Linked DNA regions of Mus musculus: region 1 is linked to region 2. Evidence: chromatin contacts called from public ChIA-PET data. All regions are on one chromosome and are shown on one strand. The core of a region is the stretch at or near the end of the contact, and the rest is flanking DNA. Distances in the headings are between cores, read along the strand shown.

Region 1 (4,944 bases), core at 1,861-4,360, 160 kb before region 2:
CCTAGCCTCTTAGCTTCTGCCCTCCCCTCTCCACTCCCCATCTCCCAACATGGCCTACTCCAGTCTACCATGTTCACTCTGAGCTCTTCCAGCTGCCTCTGCTCTCCCTCACAGCTTCATTAAACCTCTCCAGCTATGCCTGGGAGCAGTCATGGCCTCTTTTTCTTTTCTTTTCTTTTCTTTTCTTTTTTTTTTTTTTTTTTTTTTGATACACATACACATGCACACTTCATATATATAACCAAAAAAGAATAAATTTTTTTTTTTTTTTTTTTTGGTTTTTTGAGACAGGGTTTCTCTGTGTAGCCCTGGCTGTCCTGGAACTCACTCTGTAGACCAGGCTGGCCTCGAACTCAGAAATCCACTTGCCTCTGCCTCCCAAGTGCTGGGATTAAAGGTGTGCGCCACCACGCCCGGCAGAATAAATTTTTAAAATCTCTATTTCTGTGGGGTTGTATTTGTTTGGAAAGAGAGAGAGAGCAAGAGAGCGAGAGAGAGAGAGAGAGAGAGAGAGAGAGAGAGAGGAGAGAGAGAGAGAAAGAGAGAGAGAAAAAGAGAAAGAAAGAAAGAGAGAGAGAGAGAGAGAGAAGCCCTGGCTGTCCTGGAACTTTCTCTGTAGACCAGGCTGGCCTCCAATTCAGTGATCTGCCTCCCAAGTACAAGGATTAAAGTCGTGCATCACCATGCTTGCCAAACTTAACTTTTTCTTAACCTTTATTTTTATATTATGCATATAGGTGTCCTGCCTGCATATTTGTGTATGCACCATGTGTGTGCAGTGCCGGCAGAGAACAGGAGAAGGTATTGGATTCCATGGAGTTACAGACAACTGTGAGCCATTGTGTGGGTGCTGGAAGAAGAGTCAGTGCTCTTAAATATTGAACTATTGCTCCAGTTCACTGCTCCGTGGTCCCCACCCCACCCCACCCCCTTAAGAACTTTTTTTTATTACAGGAAACAATAGCTCTCTAGATTATTATAGTGAAATCAGTTTGAAAATGTAAATATTCACTCTGTTCCACACAATTGAAGATTGGCAAGAGAGTCTCAGTGCTGGAGATAGTTTGATAGTGTCACACTATGTCTGGGACAGCCCAGGGTCCACTGTGAGGTGTGGTGTGTGCCTGACTTTACCATTGAGGCAATGCTGAACCACTTGTATATGGTGCCTGTAACTTTATGAGTAAATATGCAGAGTAACTGCTGACGTTTTAGCTACAAAGCTCATAGCCATTTGTTTCTGTTTTAGGAAGAACAGATATTCTGGGGGTGGCACAATGACGTCCATGTGTTTGACACAAAGACGAGGACGTGGTCTCAACCAGAAATTAAAGTAAGCACTATTAAGTTACCTGGAGGTCTCTGCAGCAGAAGCCCTTCCCCCATCCCCAGCCCTCCCGCCCATCTCGCCAGCTTTCCCTTTCTTAATCAACTCTTTTCTGTTTCTGAAGGTGAGAATGTTATTTCTATATTAACTGATATTACAAAACCTCTTTTCTTTCTAACTTAACTTGATTTTAATTGGGGTTGCAGTTGCATGTAAAAATGGCTCTCCGTCTCTCCCCCCTCCTCTCTCCTTGCATTTTGAGAGGGTCTCGCTATGTAGACTACTCTGGCATCAGTCACACTTGCAGCCTCCCAACTTCTCCCTCCCAGGTGCTAGGTTACAGCTGTTGCCACCACGCTCAGCTGAAGAAGCTCCCTTAAAAACTGCTAGCAACGACTGTTTTTCTAGCCATGTATCCTACAAATAATATGTTCTAAAAAAAGTATTTTAAAGAGGAGTCATTATTGTTCTTTTCATTTTTGAGAAAGAGTCTCATGTAGCTTAGGTAGGCTAGCCTTGAACTTCTGCCTCTACCTCCCTGGCGCTGGTATTACAGGCATGAGCTAGAGGATCATTCTTTACCTGTCAGTGTCTGTGTGAATTATCAGAGTTATTTTTAAAATTCTTTTAAAACAGAGTCCGTGAGCCAGCCAGCCTTCCTTCCTTCCTTCCTTCCTTCCTTCCTTCCTTCCTTCTTTCCTTCCTTCCTTCTTTCCTTCCTTCTTTCCTCCTTTCTTTCCCCCCTCCACCCCCCCCTCTCCAATCCTGAGATCAAACCAGCAGCCTTGTAAGAACTGGCCTAGCACTCTCACTGAGCTGTATCCCAGACCCAACACTTGTGTTTTTATATGAGCTACATGCAATTCTAACATGGTAAAATACATTATCAATATTATTTTATTTGTTAGAAATCAAACACAAATTCAGATTTGTGTAAACAGTAGAAAGCAAACAGAATCAGCATCTTTTAAAGATTTGTTTTTATGTTATGTGTTTGGGTGTTTTGCCTGCAGGTATGTATGGGCAACATGTGTGTGTATTGTCCAAGGAGGCTGGATTCCCTGGAACTGGAGTTAAAGGAGGTTGTGAGCTGATATGTGGGTGATGGGAACCGAACCCGGCCCTCTGCAGCCTCTGCAGGAGCGAGCGACCAGTGCTCCTGACCACTGAGCATCCCTCAGCCCTAGGAATCAACCTTTTAAAAAAAATGGTTTTCTCTTAATTTAACTATTACAGAGGCAAAGCTTAGTTCATTATTACCAACTAGATTTCAGTTATTCAAGTGAGACCGAAACATCAGAACTTCATTCAAGACAAAGTAGAAAGGAGTTTTTTATTCTAAGAATTTTAGGAAATAGGAAACAAACATACAAACAAACCAAAACAACAACACCAAAAGTAAACCAACTTCCAAAATGCAAGTAGGCTTTTGTCTAGGAAAGAAGGGCTTCTTGGGTTTGCCTTAAACTGTCAGCGAAGCTGTTTTGTGAATTTGAGAATTTGGGGGGCCATTAGTAAATTCTTAGAGTCTCTGAGATGCAATATTAGATCTATAGTGTGAGGGGAGGGGAGAGGAGATGAAAATGTTTTAATTTATTTAAGATTTTTATATTTCTGGATGAACTTTCTGCACATTGATTTTGTTGGGTAGTGGGCATTTCAGGGCGGAGGGGTGCGTCTTTTCTTAAAGAAGCTATTTGTGGTTATGGCACAGGATGTGGCTGGTACGGCCGTTTCAAGTCTGTCTTCTGTTCTGATCTCTGCTTGCAGGGTGGAGTTCCACCACAGCCACGAGCCGCGCACTCATGTGCAGTTCTGGGAAATAAGGGTTACGTCTTTGGCGGACGTGTTTTGGTCAGTGTTTTCAATGGAAATGGTATTCTCATGGGTGATGTTTATAAACGCTTGTGTCTGATTCTGTGGAGCAGCTGAACATGCAACTTGCCCAGAGATTAAGCTACACACAGGACTGAGTTTTATTTATCTCCTGTTTTCCGAAAGAGACCCTCCGCATGCTGCCGCAGATGTTTTTTAATCACATTTTAGTGTGGAAAGCCCTTCACTTGAGTGCAGTGTCAGGAATGTTTAATTCCTACCATCCAAGCTCTTTTAGTTTAAATCCATCTCCTTTCCTGCTGACCCCGGGAAGTTCCATGTTGATTTTCTTGATGCTTAGAATTGATGTTCAGTGCTAAGTTTCCAGGGCCAAATAGAAAGAATAGGGCAATCTGTGCTTGATCTGAGCTTGCTTTAGAGCTAACGTTTTATTCCATGAAAGAGTTAAAACCCTGTCCAATTATCCTGCTTTTATTTCAGCAAACCAGGATGAATGACCTACACTATCTAAACCTAGACACCTGGGTCTGGTCTGGAAGGTCAGTCTCAGATCTGGGTTCCAGTTTGTAGGGCTGGGTGTGGGCTGGTGTGCAATCTGTCATAATCCAAGCCTGGGTCTCTAAGACTGAGTTGATATTTTTTCTTTGGGTTATATATCTAAACAAGAAATATGAAATTTAAATTTTCTTCCTTCCTTCCTTCCTTTCTTCCTTCCTTCCTTCCTTCCTTCCTTTCAAAACAGAATCTCACTGAGTAGCCCAGGCTGGCCTTGAACTCTGGTTGTCTTGCCACAGCCTTTCAAGTAAAAGTGACAGCACACGTGGTAGAAGAAGTTTTCCTGAGGAGGAGATCTACAGTATGCTGGATATACATAGTGGAGCAGTGCAGCAGGGCATGCCTTTCTCCCAGCACTCGGGAGGCAGAGCCAGGCAGACCCCATGAGTCTGAGGCCAGTCTGGTCTACTGAGCAACTCTGAGCATCATTTATAACTGAACTATTTCCCTTCCCCTTCCCCTTTCCTTCCCTCTCCTTCCTTTCTTCTTCCATTCCTACTTCCTATTTCTCTTTCCCTCCCCCTCTCCTCTTCCTTTCTTTCCTAGCAAAAATTCTGTATATAGCTCCAGCTGATTTTGAAGTCACTGTGTAGCCCAGGCTAGCCTCAAATGCATGGTCTTATTTCAGCCTCTTGGGTGCTGGGATTACAAGTGTGCACCTCCACTCCCAAGCTCAGCTTTTCCTTTAAGATCTGAGATGACTGTAGTGGTGAACACATGGCCCATCATGGCCGAGGCAGGAGCATCGTGACCCAGAGGCCAGCCTGGCTACTGATGAGACTGTCTTGGGAAAATCAAAAATCTTTCATTTTGATTAATTCAAAGTTGCATTTTAATTTTTTCCCCCTTTGCTACAGGATTTCTGTTAATGGAGAAAGCCCCAAACACCGGTCATGGCACACTTTAACAGCAATAACTGATGATAAGCTTTTCCTATTTGGTGGACTAAATGCAGATAATATTCCACTAAGTAAGTCCATACGGCTTAGCACACAGTCTTTACCTCCTTATCCAGGCGTCAGGCATCTGGGGAAGGATGTGTGCACGTCCTGTTTTACATTCTTCCTGTTAATGAGTGAGTGTGTGTGCATATATGCATAGATGTTCTTTAGTGCATGTGTAGAAGACAGGAGAAGTGAGAGTTGGTCCTCTCCTACCATGCGGATCCCAGGGATGAACCTCAGGTCATCATGCCACAGGGCAGCAGGTGCCTTCCTGCTGAGCCA
Region 2 (4,769 bases), core at 413-2,912:
GAGGCAGGGACATCTGGGAGAGTCCAGACATCACCAGACTGAGCTAGGCCTGGAGGGGTCGGGGAGGGCAAGACAGAGGGAAACCAGCTGCAGCAGCCAGGAGGCCAAAGGTACAAAAGGGGCAGGTAAACAAGATGGCTAGGTTATATAGGGAAGGGAGCTCCTGGGCTGCAGAGTTCAGAGTAGGGAACAGGGTAAGTCAGCCAGGAGGGCCCTGTAACAGGTAGGAACTGAGGGATGCTGGGAGAACCTGGAGGCTTTGATACGTTAAATAGGCACCTCAGCCCCCTTAACACATTTGAAACTTAACAGTGGGCTGGTGTGTGCGTTTCTGTGTGCTTAGACTCATGCCTGTGTGGAGGCCAGAGTAGGGCATCAGGTGTCCTGCTCTGTCACTTTCTTTCTTACTTCCTTGGGCCAGTCCCCCCACTGACCCTATAGCTAGCTAGACCCAGCAAGCCCCAGGAATCTTCTGTCACTGCCCCATTCCCACAGTGCTGGAGTTACACACGTGTTACACATGTGTGCAACCATGCCCATCCTTTTATGTGTGTGTGTTGGGGATCTGAATTCAAGACTTCATGCTTGTACGGTGAGTGCCTCCCCCAGCTCCATGTGTCACACTCCATAATTTCTCCAGGGGCAGGTCAGTCACATAGGTCAGGTCTGTTTCTTGTGGAAGGAGACTACCGGAGTCTGTGAGTGACACCAGACCAGAGTCATTTCGGCTGGGAAATGTAACCTTAACACTTGGCAGGGGCAGGCGGTCGGATCAGGAGTTCAAGGTTATGCCAGCTCCATAGCGAGTGAGGGGCCAGCCTGGACTACGTGAGACACTGTCTCAAATAGTGAAGATAAATAAATAAATAAATAAATAAATAAATAAGGAAATGGAATTACTTCAGGACTGGAGAAATAGCTCAGGGTAGAGCAATGACCTAGTATGTGAGGGTCCAGGCTCAGTCCCTAGTACCACCAGTCACACACACACACACACACACACACACACACACACACACACACACAGAGTCATCTTAGAGACCATCCTGATTGGCTATTCTATTTCTACAAGTTTGATACCAAACACCAAGTATACTGGAGGTATAGGGTGTTTGGTGCTGACAGAACTATTTCAGCTTTTAGTTGCTTGCTTTTGGCATGCTGATTGGTCTTTCTCGATTCTCTCTCTCAGCTCCTGCCCCATCCCTATGCCTCTCTAAAGGAGCTCTTCCTGTCCTTATTCACCCTGAGGATTTATTGATGCAAGCAGACTTGTTTCCTGCCATGATGACAATGGACTAAACCTTTGAACTATAAGCTAGGCCCCTTTAAATACTTTCCTTTATAAGGGTAGTTATGATCATGGTGTCTCTTCACAGCAATAGAAACACTAACTAAGACAGGAGCCAAACACCACTGAGCTACATCCCCAGTCTCCATTTCTTAGTTTTCATTTGTGTAAGATAGCCATGGACGAGGATTCAAAAACATCAAGCATATTTATTCTTGAAGGTCCAAAACAGACATCGATACTATTGACAAATGCCTAATTTAATGCTTCCATAGCAACATTCAATGAACACAGTTGGTGGGGCTGTTCACGGTCTGGTTTCAGACTGGAGGATGTCTCTGCCTGGATCAATGAGGGTGGAGGAGCTGTGAGTCACCCTGGTTAACACTGTGAAGCTTAGCACTGCGACCTGCCTGTTCTGAATCATGAGGGCAGGGCACCTCCAAAGGAAGCAATGTGGGCTTTCCAGGAAGTCATTCACCAGGTCCCCGGAGTGTGGGTGGGAGCAGGGGATGCTAAGAGTGGCCTTTGGACTCAGAACGCATAGCTTCTGCATGCACTCGCTAACCGTGTGGCCTCAGAGCCTGATATGTCCTTAAATAGGAGATGACAGTACCTAACTCATAGCATCCCTGTAAGGACTTGTGAGAAAACAAAATGTATGCAAGGTGCTCAGTATATTGTCAGGCTCACAGTAAGCACTCAAGCATTTGTCTAAACACACACACATACACACAAACACACACACATGCACACGCGCGCGCGCGCGCGCGCGCGCACACACACACACACACACTCGCGCACCACACAGTGTCTCATACCCATTACCTCCCTCTTTTATTTTTTTAAATCAGCAAGACATTTTAAATAAGAATCAATCTCTACTCCCCCCCCCGCCCCCCTCCCTTTTCAGCAAGAAATTTAAGACTTCATGGTTAAAGAACAGGCCAGAGTGAGCGTTATGGGATAGAGCTCGAAATATGATTATGGGATGGAGCGTAGTTATGTGCACAATTTTCAATGTTCTGAGAGTTTTCAAGGTAGGAGTTAACGAGGGGGAATCCCTCTCCAGGCTTTAGATGTCAGCCTGAGCTTAAAATGTAGAAAGGGCCAAGAATGATTGGAGGGTGTGCCACAAAGACTCGAGAGGGACAGAGGTTATAGCTTAGGCAGTCCCTGGGGAGGGCACGAGGTTAGATGTTAATGAACAAGGGAACTTTCAGGAAATAGCCACGTGGTGGGAAGTGGCTTAAGCAAAACGGAGACAGAAGCAAAATCTACCCTAAACTTGGCTCGAGGTTGGGTTTGCCCAGATGGCAGGGCCAGGGAAGGAAGGTCCCTGCCCAATCTCACATGCAGGCTGTCTTCAAGTTCTAAGCAAGACGTTCATCACTACCTCAGTGACTGGGAAAAGCCCTTGCTGGACCCCTAGACAGTTTCAGAGTGATCTCTGCTGTGGCCTGAGTCGCAGGTGTCTCCTCCCAGTCACCGTGGCCTGGGTTGAGCTGGCACAAGGACTTGGCTCATCCCCACCAAGAAAGAGTTCTGCTCACAGTCAGGGATTCTGCCAGACAAGGGAACAGACCTGCCCAATATCCCCACACCATCTGCCAACACCCCATGGGCAACAGGCCTTCTGCTCCAGCCTCACACCAGCCTCCTGAGCCAACAGGGTCCCTGAAGTGATTGCCTTGTCGTGGGCTTATATCAGTTCCTAGAAAGCTCATCTTCTAGCAGACAGGTGTTCTGAGCATTTATACGCCTGCGTTTGGTGCTGAGGTAGAATTTACTGAACACGGGGTCAGCAGGGTGGAGTGGCTGGGTACAGGAACAGTAACACAGCACAGCGGCTGGAGCCGCCTCTGTCCCGCTGACTAGGGAGAGTAAGTGAGGAAAGATGAGTTAGGAGTTAACCTAGCTAAAGAGCTAGCTTGCTAACACAGATCTGTGTGTGTCACCGGATTTCTGCTCTTTTACCGCGTCATGTGTAGGCTTCAGTTCAGACGACTCTCAGGACAATTTTAGCCTTTTATTTTTGAGACAGAATCCCATGTAGCCAGGGCTGCCTTCGAACTAACTCGTAGTCAAGCGTAACTCAGAAACCCCTGGTCCTCCTATATCCACCTCCCTAGAACTGGATCACAGTGTGTCCCACCAGTTCCGCTTTGATGCCGTGCTAGGGATCTGACCCAGGGCTCCACGCACGCTAAGCTAAGCACTCTATTAACTAGGCTACATTCCCAGCGCTCCCGGCAGTTTCTAGAGAATGGGCTTGTCTGCAGTAAACCACGCACATTCTTTGCCTCAACATCTCCCTCAAACACTTCTGCGTCAAGATGGTGGGGTTGGGGTTTGGATATTATTCTGTACAGAGAGCCAGTGAGGAGCAGTAGAATGCTTCAGAGATCTTGGTCCGTTGGTCGGTAGGCTTCAGGTAAGTGGATAATTAAATTTGGGGGATGTTCCTGGGAGAGTTCCCACAATGGAGCTGAGCATCTGGGGCTCACATGGCTTCGGATACGGATGCTTGCTCGCTTGCTCGGCTGTTTACTTCTTATTACAGTCGCATTAAAGCGCTTGACAAGGATGGCTGAGTTCCGAGTGCTGCACAGGCAAGCGTGGTGTGGGGAGTGACTCATCATATTTACTCTCAGGCTCTCCTCTAGTAAAAAGATTAATTCAGTAGAACCCAAATTCCAGGGAAAAATGGTTTGTTTGCTTTTCTAAATTGTGGGGCTTCTGGCGAGCCCGTGGCTTTTTCAGATTGCTTCATCTGACATTTCCTAGAAATGCTAGCTAACCTTATCCATCGTTTGCAAGTGGAAAGTTATGTTTGAGCCGTCCAGAAGTCAGCTGGTAAGACTAGAAGTTTCCAACATTTTGGTTGAGTTTGGGTCTGATATTGTTGCACGGTTGGTTGGTTTGTTCATTTGTTTAGCAACAGCCATCTTGCTAGATAGCTCAGGGCTCAGCCACGCCTCAAACTTGTAGTCCTCCTGCCTCAGCCTCCCAAGTACCTTTATTACAGGCATATCATCAGATCTGGTGAAGTAAAGTTTTTAACTGGACCCTTTCTATTTTTTTGGTGGTAAGTGGGGACTGAGAATTGAACCCATGGCCTTATTGATGCTACACAGCTTCCCAGCATTGCTCTTCTCTTTCAGCACTTCCCCTTGGTCCTCCGGCACTGGCTTGCCATGGTGTGTGCCCTAGGCAAAACCCTGCTGTAGAGAGAGCTTCTGTAGAGAGCGCGTGGAAGGCTGTGAGTCACACAGTTCCTCTCTTGGAAGAATGCTTTCCTGCCCTGTTGGGCAGTTCCATCAGGCAAAGCCATTCAGCCAACAGTAAATGCTATAGTTAGGTAGTGGTGCCCTTTGATCTTTTCGATTAGAAAAATAAGCCCAAGTAACTTAAATCTAAGCAAGCCACACCAGTTAATTACTTCTTAACTCTTAGGCATGTCTGGTCTTTACCAGCT

Evidence for each region. ChIA-PET counts read pairs in DNA pulled down with a chosen protein or histone mark.
Region 1: an RNA polymerase II ChIA-PET map of memory CD8 T cells shows a contact between it and region 2, with 78 read pairs. The contact joins two enhancer-like sites. A contact is called at or near these places in 2 of 115 datasets of contacts at active chromatin or transcription factors (memory CD8 T cells and pancreatic cancer cells) and 1 of 9 other capture datasets (liver).

What each region holds. Positions count from the first base shown.
Region 1 is chr12:69,254,926-69,259,869 of GRCm38.p6, forward strand. Klhdc1 (kelch domain containing 1) reads left to right here. Exons shown (of 13, transcript NM_178253.5): 6 at 1,250-1,333; 7 at 3,098-3,181; 8 at 3,644-3,702; 9 at 4,576-4,688. Among named protein-coding and RNA genes, the nearest start is that of Klhdc1, 16 kb to the left of the region's middle. Within about 2 kb of position 3,111, at least 52 of the 459 cell types and tissues checked have an H3K27ac peak or open chromatin away from gene starts, as enhancers often do. A contact at or near this core is called in memory CD8 T cells, where this site is marked.
Region 2 is chr12:69,415,274-69,420,042 of GRCm38.p6, forward strand. No RefSeq gene overlaps it. Among named protein-coding and RNA genes, the nearest start is that of Gm40434, 44 kb to the right of the region's middle. Within about 2 kb of position 1,663, at least 89 of the 459 cell types and tissues checked have an H3K27ac peak or open chromatin away from gene starts, as enhancers often do. A contact at or near this core is called in memory CD8 T cells, where this site is marked.